Linked DNA regions of Mus musculus: region 1 is linked to region 2. A link is a contact called in public Hi-C data. All regions are on one chromosome and are shown on one strand. Each heading gives the region's core, a stretch centred on a gene start, on an enhancer-like site or on the middle of the called end of the contact. The rest is flanking DNA. Distances are from core to core; before and after follow the strand shown.

The links. A called contact is a pair of places that touch in the nucleus more often than the background predicts.
Region 1: a contact with region 2 is called in a Hi-C map of cerebellar granule neurons, with 6 times the contacts expected there. The contact joins two enhancer-like sites. A contact is called at or near these places in 2 of 39 promoter capture datasets (cranial neural crest and hippocampal neurons) and 8 of 484 Hi-C or Micro-C datasets (brain, cerebellar granule neurons, cerebellum and 2 more).

What each region holds. Positions count from the first base shown.
Region 1 is chrX:158,919,477-158,925,262 of GRCm38.p6, forward strand. No RefSeq gene overlaps it. Among named protein-coding and RNA genes, the nearest start is that of Rps6ka3, 330 kb to the right of the region's middle. Within about 2 kb of position 4,460, at least 45 of the 459 cell types and tissues checked have an H3K27ac peak or open chromatin away from gene starts, as enhancers often do. A contact at or near this core is called in cerebellar granule neurons, where this site is marked.
Region 2 is chrX:158,370,360-158,375,519 of GRCm38.p6, forward strand. It overlaps the pseudogene Gm22522. Among named protein-coding and RNA genes, the nearest start is that of Cnksr2, 330 kb to the left of the region's middle. Within about 2 kb of position 3,097, at least 2 of the 459 cell types and tissues checked have an H3K27ac peak or open chromatin away from gene starts, as enhancers often do. A contact at or near this core is called in cerebellar granule neurons, where this site is marked.

The DNA of each region.
Region 1 (5,786 bases), core at 3,210-5,709, 550 kb after region 2:
CCTTGTTCTCTTCTGAGTCTTACAGATGCCCCAGGAGACATCTGTAGGGCACACAGAAGAACCCTGCTATAAACATTTAGGAGGGTAGTAGAAAAGACAAAAAAAAAAATGAGTGATTGGGAATATTTATTTAAGAGCTGAAGTTCCTCTAAGCTGATAATGTGGCAGGCACTTCACTGAATTCAGTTATTCCATCAGGCCGACTAGATTTCAGTTCATGCTTCATTGGTGAGTATGCAGATTGAGTCTTAGATATGTTCAAGAATTTGACCCAAACTAGAAAGCAGAAAACTGGTGATTCCCAGGTTCAGACCTAGATCTTCATGGCATCATAGCCCATGTTCTATGTGCAGAAAAATCACATATTGATTTTGAAACAGAACCCTAGGCAGGGTACCCCAGAAGGCACACAAACAATGATCAGAATTCTGATTCCCCCGGCCATACCAGTAGGGATGAGAAGAGGAGAGCAAGATGATTTTCTGTCTTAAATGTTTCTGAGGCAAATGTTTCTGACAACTGTTAGAACACTGGGGCATTAGAATGGATCCAATCTGCATGACTGCTAGGGGTCACATTTTTCCAGGCAGGCCTGATATACAACTCAGAATCTACCCAACTGGCAAACCAAACCCCAAACAAAAAAAATAATAAGAAATAAAAAATAAAGAGAGAGAGAGAGAATTTTTTTTTCTTCACCCACACTGGAACCTGCATCAGTTGAAAGCTGTTTTGTTGTGGCAAGAGAAACATTAAATGTCACACACTGAATTTGCTCTGATTATGAGCTAGCCATATCCCTCCGACAGAGAAGGAGTCAGGCAGAGTCACAGGTGTTTAAAGAAAGCATCCTGCAGCAATTTAAACTGAGTACTGGAGGCAGTGAGCAGGGCACCAGGGCTTTCTTTGCATTTGCATATGCATATGGTCAGAGGGCTAAAAACAGAAAGCCCCATCCCTGGGACACACATGCTCAATCAGGCTGCTTCACCCTGTGGGCTAAGTTTAGCAGAGCTGCGTGGTATTGGTGTTGCCTCTCACTGGTTTTTGTCAGTAAGTCTCTCTTTTCTCCCTTCAGCTGAGCAACACGCACTAAAAGAGACATAAGAAATAATAGAAGGGGCAATATTTCCAAGGTCACACAGCAAATAAAAGGCAGATCTGTGATCTAAACCTAAGCCTACATTTCTGCTGCTGTTGTTATTTTGATCATTTTTCAGTCATGTTTTGTTTTCTCTGGCCTGGACAATGAAAGCTTCCTCACACTGCCCCTGTAGGCTGCAAAGCTATGCCAACAACCACAGAATTTCACCTTAATAAGATGATTTTTCCAAGACAGGATAGTGTCTCTGGGGGGAAAAAAATCCCCCTGCAGATTTTTTGAAATTCTGAAGTTCCTCAGTTAGTAAATATGTGAACAAAAGAGCTAAATATTGTATTGGTCTTTGAGGTTTAAAAAAAAATGAACCCCTTTTAATCAACTGTGTGCATTGGATCTTTTAGCAGTGCTGACAAACACTAACAGCACTAATAGTACTGAAGAGCTCCTATATCCCAGCTTACTGTGTGCTTAACATCAAGTCACTGAAGTCTCACTGTAATCCCCAAAGATGCTTGCATCGTAGGGATCAAAAGCTCTGCTGGGGACAGAGTAGCACAGACCTATAATCACATCATTCAAGAGGTAGAGGCATGAAGACCACCCTGAGCTACTCAGCAAAACCCTGTCTCCCCACCACCATCCCCCAAAAAGAAAAGAAAGAAAAGAAGCAAAAAGAAAAAAAAGAAAAAAAAAATTGAAGGCTTTTCCATACCACACAGTACCTAACTAGGATTCCCCAGAGAGAATTACTCAGACAATAATTGCTATAAAAACACTAAGGAAATTGTTGATAAATAGTGACACTGTTTGCAGAAATGTGAAATACAAAGTACTTTGGGGATTTTTGAAATACCATAATATCCTGAACAATGTTGTCTTGGTTGTCGAATGTTGCTGTGTTCTTGGAAAGAAGTCAAATAAACAATGTCATCTACATTTATTCTAGAGAGAAGGGTAACATGTTAGATTGGAAGGCATTGTGTCATCATTTGCAGCTTGTAAAACTGAAGACCAGGAAGGGAAGGAATTCAAGAATACTCAGCCAGCTAAATCAGCCGGGATCAGAGCCAGATGTCCTGGAACTGCAGGCCCTTTCCCACTCACCCGCAAGTTGTATCTTTCCATCTTTCCCTTCAAACTGCTCCCTTGGACCATGGCAAATGGACACAACTAATACACTAATGCCCCACTCTTCCAACACTTGGCAGAAACGTTTGTCTCGGAAACATTTAAGATGGTGTTATAATCGTTTTTCTTTTTTTCTTTTTAAATGTCTTTTCTGCGAAAGAAGCAGTAAGACTAAGCTTCAGGCTTCTCTGCCTCATCATTATATAATACTTGTCTGGGACTGCAAATCACTCGCAGAAGGACAAAGCTCGGGGGAAGAAAGGGTGGGTGTGAATCTTTTGTGATTTCTTGAGTAACGGGAGGCGATTTGTCATTTTAGGAAAACTGGAGCCTGTGTTCTCAGATTCATGCACGATCCAGCCTGTTTGACTCTACTGAAAACTTGCGGTTTCTGAGCCCTTCCCTAAAGTTGGGGGTAGAACACACGGGTAGCAGACAGACCTGTTTTTCTCTCCTCCCTTCTCCCCAAGTAAGAGAAGCTAATAATAAATCAAAGTTCTAGAACTTGAATTTGAACTGAAAATACCTCAGAATAAAACCTGTTTCTTCCATCCGGCAAATCAGCCAGAGCAGGGACTACTTGCATTTTCTGTGAACGCTCGCCCCCTGCTGGTCAAGTTTGATTATGACTGACTCTTGAGAGAAGTAAACAAAATTACCATACCAAAAAGAATTTTTTATCGACGGAGAGAAGATTTATAGAGAACTCATTAATGTAACTTTTTAGTCTTAAAGTTAGCGGTTATGGAGAACCCACAGGGACTTGTTTTTAATTCTCATGGAGACTTTCACAAGCGAAATTCTTGGGGAGCTCTCCAAAAACCTTGTTGCTGAACATATTTATAGAAATGTGAAAATAAAACAACTCTCAAAGGATAACAGTGTAAAAAAAACTTTGGCTATTTATATTAAACTCCTACCAAAACAGCATGCAGTCCCCTCAACTTGGGACGATAAAAAGAATTCCAGAGCAAATAAAGTTACCTGGAGGGACAGGGTCTCCTGGTATAATTTAGGTTGGCCTGAAATTCACTATATAGCCCAAGCTGGCTGCACACTACCACCAGTCCTCCTGCCTCGACCTCTCGAGTGCTACGATTACAGGCTTGAGGCACTAAATGTGGCTTGAGGGGTACTTTTAAAGTATTTTGACTCAAAACCAATGAGATGTGTTGTTTAAATACAGTACACCTGAAACTCTGAGCTGCCCACTTTTTGCCTCCTTGTAAAAAGTCCTGCCATGTGCTGCCCATCTTTACTTAAGTACTTCGTTTGAAAGGTCAGCCAGTTCTATTAGAAATTCTGCTCAGCTTGATTTCAGTCTCTGTGTCCTGCTCTCATTTGATAAGGAATGCATGCCAATGATCTACGGTTAGCTGCTTGGTGGCGACTGCTTTTCCTCCCTAAAGCCCTTCCCCGGCTTTTCTTTCTCCCTCTCCACCACCCACATGCTGCTCTTATTCGGACTACTTCAACTGCCTCTATCACTCATCCACACCATTCCTGGCCTCCCTGTGCACCCACGTGCATACCCTTAGTGTGGCTCCATTTAACCCCTTGCTTGCCTGACAAATACAAACTCAACTAGGCTGGCGGAGTCTAGCACTCACGGGGACTGTGCACAGGTTTTGCAGTTCCCACCCAGAAACTAATCAGGCTCCCATCAGCAAACAGATCACATTACATAAGGCAGCTGGAAGGCGGCTCGGAGGCTGGGAAGCCAGATCACAAGGCTGCTGCTTCACCCACGTGCTGGTGAATCTTCCATCAGCCCCTCGGGAGAAGCAAACCCAGACGTCTGTAGTTAACAGCGTACATTTTGTGCCTGCCAGCGAGCACGCAGGTATAGAATACAATCTGCTAGGTTTTACGTCCATGTACCCCCAAATCAAAATACTCAGCAGAGACCATGTAGCCCCCAGGGAATACAGAAACATTTTTCCTTCTTTGAAATTCCTTCAACTCTTTATTAAGCCTCGTACTTATCCGAGAATAGCTTTTGTTTTACTGCCTGGGCAGTATGCGTTTAATGACTAATGGGCACAAAGCAGGACAACCCTGTCACACACACACACACACACACACACACACACACACACACACAAATGGGTAACCCAAATTCTCCCTTCCTGCTCCTTAGATAAGCCTTCACACTTCACTGCTCAGTGGAAAGCAAAGAAGGCATGGGGTGAACTGAATTCAGCTGTTGTTACCTGATTCTGACCACACTGGAAGGAGTCTAATTTTCAGGCACAGATTTGGTTTACGCAGTGAGTGGGCAGGTGGAACCTCCTCCACCTAGAAAGGAATCGTGATAAGGGAGAATTTTTTTTAAAGGTGGGGGAAGAGCCTAGAAACGAAATCCGTTTTCATCGCACGTGATGTGTGCAGATCTTAAAGTAGGTTGTTGCACTTCTGCACTGGGCTGTGTTTTGCCTTCGATGGATGCACATTCAGCTTGAGGCGATGCTGATAGCCGTGATTAAGCAGCGCTTCCAAGGGAAAATGTTTTGTTGTTTTCCTACCAAGATAGGAAATGCTTGTTTAGTATGCAAGAAAACTCCTCCCATTTCTGAAATGGAATTTACGTTATACGGTCTTTTGTTAGATGGTTAAGATTGCACTGCATGGTAGAAAGGACGTTAGGAGAATTTTAAGTGAGAGAGAGGGAGGAAAAAGAATGCAGGAGATAAAGAAGGGTGGGAGGTAGATACGAAGGGGGAGTGTAAGGGGGAAGAATCCAGGAATGCTTAAGCAAAGTAGAGAAAGAAAGGGGAGTGTGGATCCATTGTTCACAATAGAAGGGCTAGTTAAAACCACCAATTTCAGGAGCCAGGAGGGCATCTCGATTAGGGAAATCCCAGCTATGTGCAGCCCCTACCCCGCTGGGAATATCTGCTGACAGGAATGTAATGGAAAGTGTAGCTGATGTGAGAATCACCAGAGAAAGAAAGCCTAGGACTCTGCTGGGGAAGAGGATTTTTCTCAAACAAGAAAGAAGTGAACCCATTCATTCTAAATGAAAGATGCCAAGTGTATATACAAAGATGGAATATAGAAACTCTCCCAAAGGGACATTAAACACTGTAATTGCGTCATTGTCTATAGACCTGCAGCCGACTTCCATCTCAAACAATATAAGAAAATAACAATTCTTCATGAATTATTCAGAGGTTCCCTTTGTGGCAGTCACACACTGTACAACTAAGGCCCCACAGATCTTCTTCAAGGAGCCTGTGGAACTATTTCTTACATAAGTGTGGGAAGGTGGCAGCTGGCTTTAAGTTCAGTGACAATGCTTTCAGCCTATTTGACTAATAATTTCGAAAGTCTTTTGCAACAACTTTGTAACACTTAATGCTGAATTGTGTTTAGTGTGTCATGTTTTGGACATCTTGGTCAGTTGCCTTTGCTGTAGCTGCCACTATCAATGTTAATGATAATAATATTTTGTTGGTGCAATGAGGTTGTGTAATAAAGAAGACAAAAGGAAATACTGTGTGCTCCACAAGGGGCTGAGAATTGATTTTATTAAAGCTTTGCTGCCACCTAGTGA
Region 2 (5,160 bases), core at 1,847-4,346:
GATGACGACGACGATGACGACGACAATGACTTAAAGAAAGTTGGAATGTGTCTCCCAAGAATTCCTAAAGTAGAAGATTGGACCCCAGTTTCACAATTCTGTGAGGTATCCTTTAAGTGGTAAGGCTTAGTGAGGAGTAACAAGACAGTCTCTTTTCTCTTGCTCTGGCTTCCTGTCTCACAATGTTCTCTCTCTCTTCCATGTGTACTCCTTTCATAGTGCCTTCCACCATGAGACAAAGCTAAGAGAGCTCTCACTTGAGCTGATAGTTTTCTATTTGGAATTTCAGTTTCCCCAAATATGGCTACATAAACCCATATTCTTTATAAGTTCCCAGCTTTGTGAATAAAGATTTGACTAGAATAATGATGATCTGTTTGCCTTTTATTTTAACAAAATCACATTATCATGTGGAGTATACACTGTTAAGGGGAAATGGCAGGTCTGGGAAGACCATTGTAGATATTATATGTTAAATATGTATACGGGTTTGTATGACTCCATCCAGAATGGTATCTATGGGAAACAGCACTGGTTTATGGATGTGAGTATGTGAGAAGTCAGATCCAGCAGACTTTGTTGAAGAATTAGGTAAGATGTATACACAGTAGTGTGACAGAAACATTTAACAATCAGATTAGATAAGGAGAGGTAGGGTACTCATAATGTACAGAGGTCATGGACTTTCATGATGTACATAATCCTATCATAACTAACTCCAATTGACCATTGTAACATCACTTGACCACACAGTTGGGAAAGATGTGCACCAGTAACTTTTATGTTTCAGTTTGAGCCAGCTCCAGGATGCCAGGAAAAGAGAGGTAAAGTATGGTGTCAAGGTGTCCCCTCTTGGTACCTGGAGAGATGATCATCACATAAACTAGGGGATACTGTGAATAGGTTGAAAGTTAAATGAGATTTAATACCAAAATCTCAATTTTAGACACACTTGTTGCCATCTATTTGGATATACCTTATAGGCAGCAGGGTATGTGCTTTTAACATTCAGACAAGGCATCTTGAATAGAAATATGAATAGGAAAGTCAAAAGCCTATAAGTGATATTTAAACCTGTGACACTAGAGGCAAGTTTGAGAGGAGTGAGGGGAAACAGTGAAGCCCATGTGCTGGGCACTTGAAGATTTAGAAAAAAAGCAACGAATTTGGGAGTCAGAGAAAGACCAGACAGGTCTGAAGGGGAAAACTGGGTGAGTTTAGTGATCTGCAATCAAAGTAAAGGAAGTGTTTGAGGTAGAAATATTGATAAATTGTTTCAAATGCAACTGCTATATCAAGAGAGATGATTGAAGATCATCTGTCATGAAAACCCACAGAGATTAGAGGTTGGAACCATTTTTAAAATACTGTACTGAAGGCTAATGACTCTTTTCTAATACAAATGTCTTTGTGGCTCCTACTTTTGTGGAAATTGTTGAAAAAATTTTCATCTGTGGTTATGTTCAATACTGTCATTAAGCCTGAATATTTGAGCTCTTGCTGTAGGCTTCCAGGCCCAGAGAACTCTAGTAACTGTGCTTCTCTGCCTCTCTCTCTCTCTCTCTCTCTCTCTCTCTCTCTCTCTCTGTCTCTGTCTCTCTCTCTCTCTCTCTCTCTCTCTCTCTCTCTCTCTCTCTCTCTCTCTGTGTGTGTGTGTGTGTGTGTGTGTGTGTGTGTGTGTGTTCCTGCTTGCATGGCAAGCACTTTAGTAACTTAGCCATTTTATCCCCAACCCTATAAATGTTCTAAAACACTTCCTGGTAACAGGTATTCTGAGGATGACAATCCTGGGGCAATAACCAGATATTTTTTTCTGCTCTTTTTATTCTGCTTGAGTACCCTTTGTAAAAATTACAGAATAAGGGATTCAAGAAAGGACACATTTGGAATATGAATTGCTCGATACCTATACATTTCTGACATAGGAGTTTGTTATATCAAAAAATGAATTATTATTCATATTTAACTATATTCTCTGGCAGCATTAGCATGTGGCACATCATTGGTGAAGCTTGATGACAACCTTTAAGGGAGCCATTGGAAGCCATTTTTCAATGACAGCACAATAAAGGGGTAGAATCATGAGTCATGTCATAACCACCATGAGACAAAAGGCTTTGGGAATCTGCAGTTAGTAAGATCAGTATTATTTTAATTCAAATGATGAAGAGTCATTGAATTATGAGCATAATTCAATGATATTTATTAAACTTTTTTAGTCAAAGGTATGAAATTACCCAGGAATGGCACATTTGACACTAAAGAACATGTAAAGGCCTTTATACTTACCTTGAAATAGATGGTGCCAAGATATTACAAAAAGCTTATGGTGTTTTGCTTATGCAACAAATTATAATTTCTAGGCATCAATCTCTAGGGATGTTCTTCAGGAGCCTCCCCCTTCGGTTTTGAAATGAGGACTCACTGGCTCAGAGCTAGTTAAGCTGGGCTGGGTGGCCAGCAAGCTAAGGGATCCATCTGTCTCCAACTTCAACAGGAAACTGGCATATGTGTGTGTGTGTGTGTGTGCGTGTGTGTGTGTGTGTGTGTGTGTGTGTCTGTGTGTGTCTGTGTGTCTGTGTGTGTGTCTGTGTTCTTCAGATTTAACTAAATCCTTTCTGCTTCTTTTGGTAGTGCTTTATCAATTGAACTATCTTTCCAGCCCCTTATCTAACATTTCTAAACAAACTATTTACATATTTAGATTAAATAAATAATCTGACCTGCTCCTAGAGGCATTACAGGTATGGCTACCATGTCATATGTACATAAGTAGGTGACAAAGAGGAGAAAGGCTATGTCTATGCTTAGTGTTATGAACTCTGAACAGCTGAATGATCTATGAACATTTGAATGATTACTAGCCTAACATTCCTTGAAAAAAGCATGCCTGATACAATCATGAGTCCTGTGCCAGGGACCTCAGATGAGGAGCTCGCTTGAGATGACCATCAGTTTGGCATCAAGCAGGCCCTGCCAACTCCGAGGACCAAGAGCAAGCAAGAGACTAGAAGAACCACTTCTAGGGACTGACAGCACCCCCCTCAAAGTGGGAGTAATCCCAAAATAGACAACCCTTGCTTACATGGGGCCATGCCAGCAGGCCAGGCAAGGAGCAAACCAGATGGCCACTATACCTGAACCATGGGGTGTGGACAGGGAGTTTAGTCAGATTCCATGCAGGCTGGGGGTGTGAAGACCATGCCAGAAATGACCCCTGCCTGATTCCATAATGCATGAGCAGGGACTAGCACTCCTGAGACCACTTCTGAGATGACCCCAGACACTCAGAGACTGAAGGCACCACTAACAGGAGCAAGTAATTGGTGGAGAAATGGAAGAGAAAGAGAAACAGAAGGATGTGGACTCAATGAAGAGGCAAAACTGCAGACTCAAAGGTAGTGAGGAACAGTCTGATGTGAGTAGCTGGTGATGCCACCTGGGACCATGGTGAAGTCCTGGCCTTTGATGCCACCTGGAGCCATTCATAGGGTCCTTGGCCTTGCAGCAGCTGGGGACTGTTACCACCAAAGGCCAGGCAAACTTCCTGGTCTGGGCTGCTGTCTGGGGACATATTCATGTCTGAGGGCTCTGCTGAACTGGCCCCAACCCTCACTTGGGAATCATGGGAGTCCTGGCCTGGGAGCAGGGGAACAGGAGAGGTGACCCCTCCCATAGACAACTACAGTACTTAGGAAAGCTTGTCCTGTGTATTGCAGGAGTTTTGGATGAATCAGATGGAGGCTACTAGTGTGGGAGAACTGGCCCTACCACTCATCTTTCATATGGTGGCATGGACAAGGGAGTGATTCCTTCCATCCCACCCCAACCCCTTGCTTCTCACCGCTGGCAGGTGGGAGACCTGGCTCCAGGGCTGTGAGAGCAAGAGAGATGACCCTGCTCCTTTCCAGCTGTAGCACTCAGGAATGTTGACCCCACACCACCCCTGGGCAGCACAGTAGAGCTGACCTGGTGGCAGAGGCTTGACCAAGCTGGCTCCAATGGCGTAAGAGTGAAAGAATTTGACTAAGTTGGCACCAAGGGCAGGAGAGTGGATGAGTTTGCCTTGCCACTTGTCTTCTGTGTAGTGACATGGAAGAGAGAGAGAGAGAGAGAGAGAGAGAGAGAGAGAGAGAGAGAGAGAGAGAGAGAGAGATGACCCTCCTCCCCTCTCTCATCCCTTGCCATTTATGTCATGCAGAAGAGCCCTGAAGTCTTGAGAGTGGGAGATCTGGTCATGTCCCTTACTGGCTGCAACACTTTGGAGAACGGGCCCTGCACCTCACCTGGGCAGAAGGATAGAGCCGGCCCTGGTAGCAGGGGTTGTTGCTGAGCCAGCCCCAAGGGCATGGAAGCTGGAGAACCAGAGCGCTGACTAGTTCAGATACTTCTCATGACCAAATCCAGGGTTTTGAACTAGCCTGTTCCAACATCTATCCCAACAATGAACTGCTGGGGTCAGTCCTACAGATCCAAAACTACAGAATCTCCACGACACAGGATGACAATAGGATATCCAAGAGGAGTCCCAGTGAGGATCCAATATCAATAGAGTAGCAGAAGCCAGAGGCCTCTCATACCAGACCAATTAGCAAATGAACATTTGCAAGCAAAGAAGTGTGGACAAAAGGGTATTGTGTGGGACATACTGTGCCATACTATAGCTTCCACAAAGAGATTTTTTTCCTGTGTTTTGAGGATGTTGTAAAGGTAGAGGGCAGGTACAAGGGGAGGAGGAGATGAGTGGGACTGGGGTGCATGATGTGAAATTCAGAAAAAACCAGCAAAAAGACTTTTAAAAAAATCTGTCTAGAATCCTGGAAAAAAATATTTGCTCAGAGCTGGCATATATGTTAGTGAGGAGCCTCTAACTCTGTATGTGATGTGGCATTTGTTCTTCCAACTGCATTGCATGAGACTATATTGGATTTTTCAGTCCCTATATCTGTCAAATGCCAAATAAGCTCAGAACACTGGCTTCGACTGTCTTAAAGTGGAAAATGCTATGACTCATAGCATAAATTGTACAGTTTGGGATATAGTCAGTTCTCTTGCATATTGTAGGCTAGGAACATCTTCTTCACCTACCTGCTTCTATATGACTTATTAAAGCAGCCCAATTTATCGAAAGGCTTTTTAAAAACCTACTAAGGTCTATTT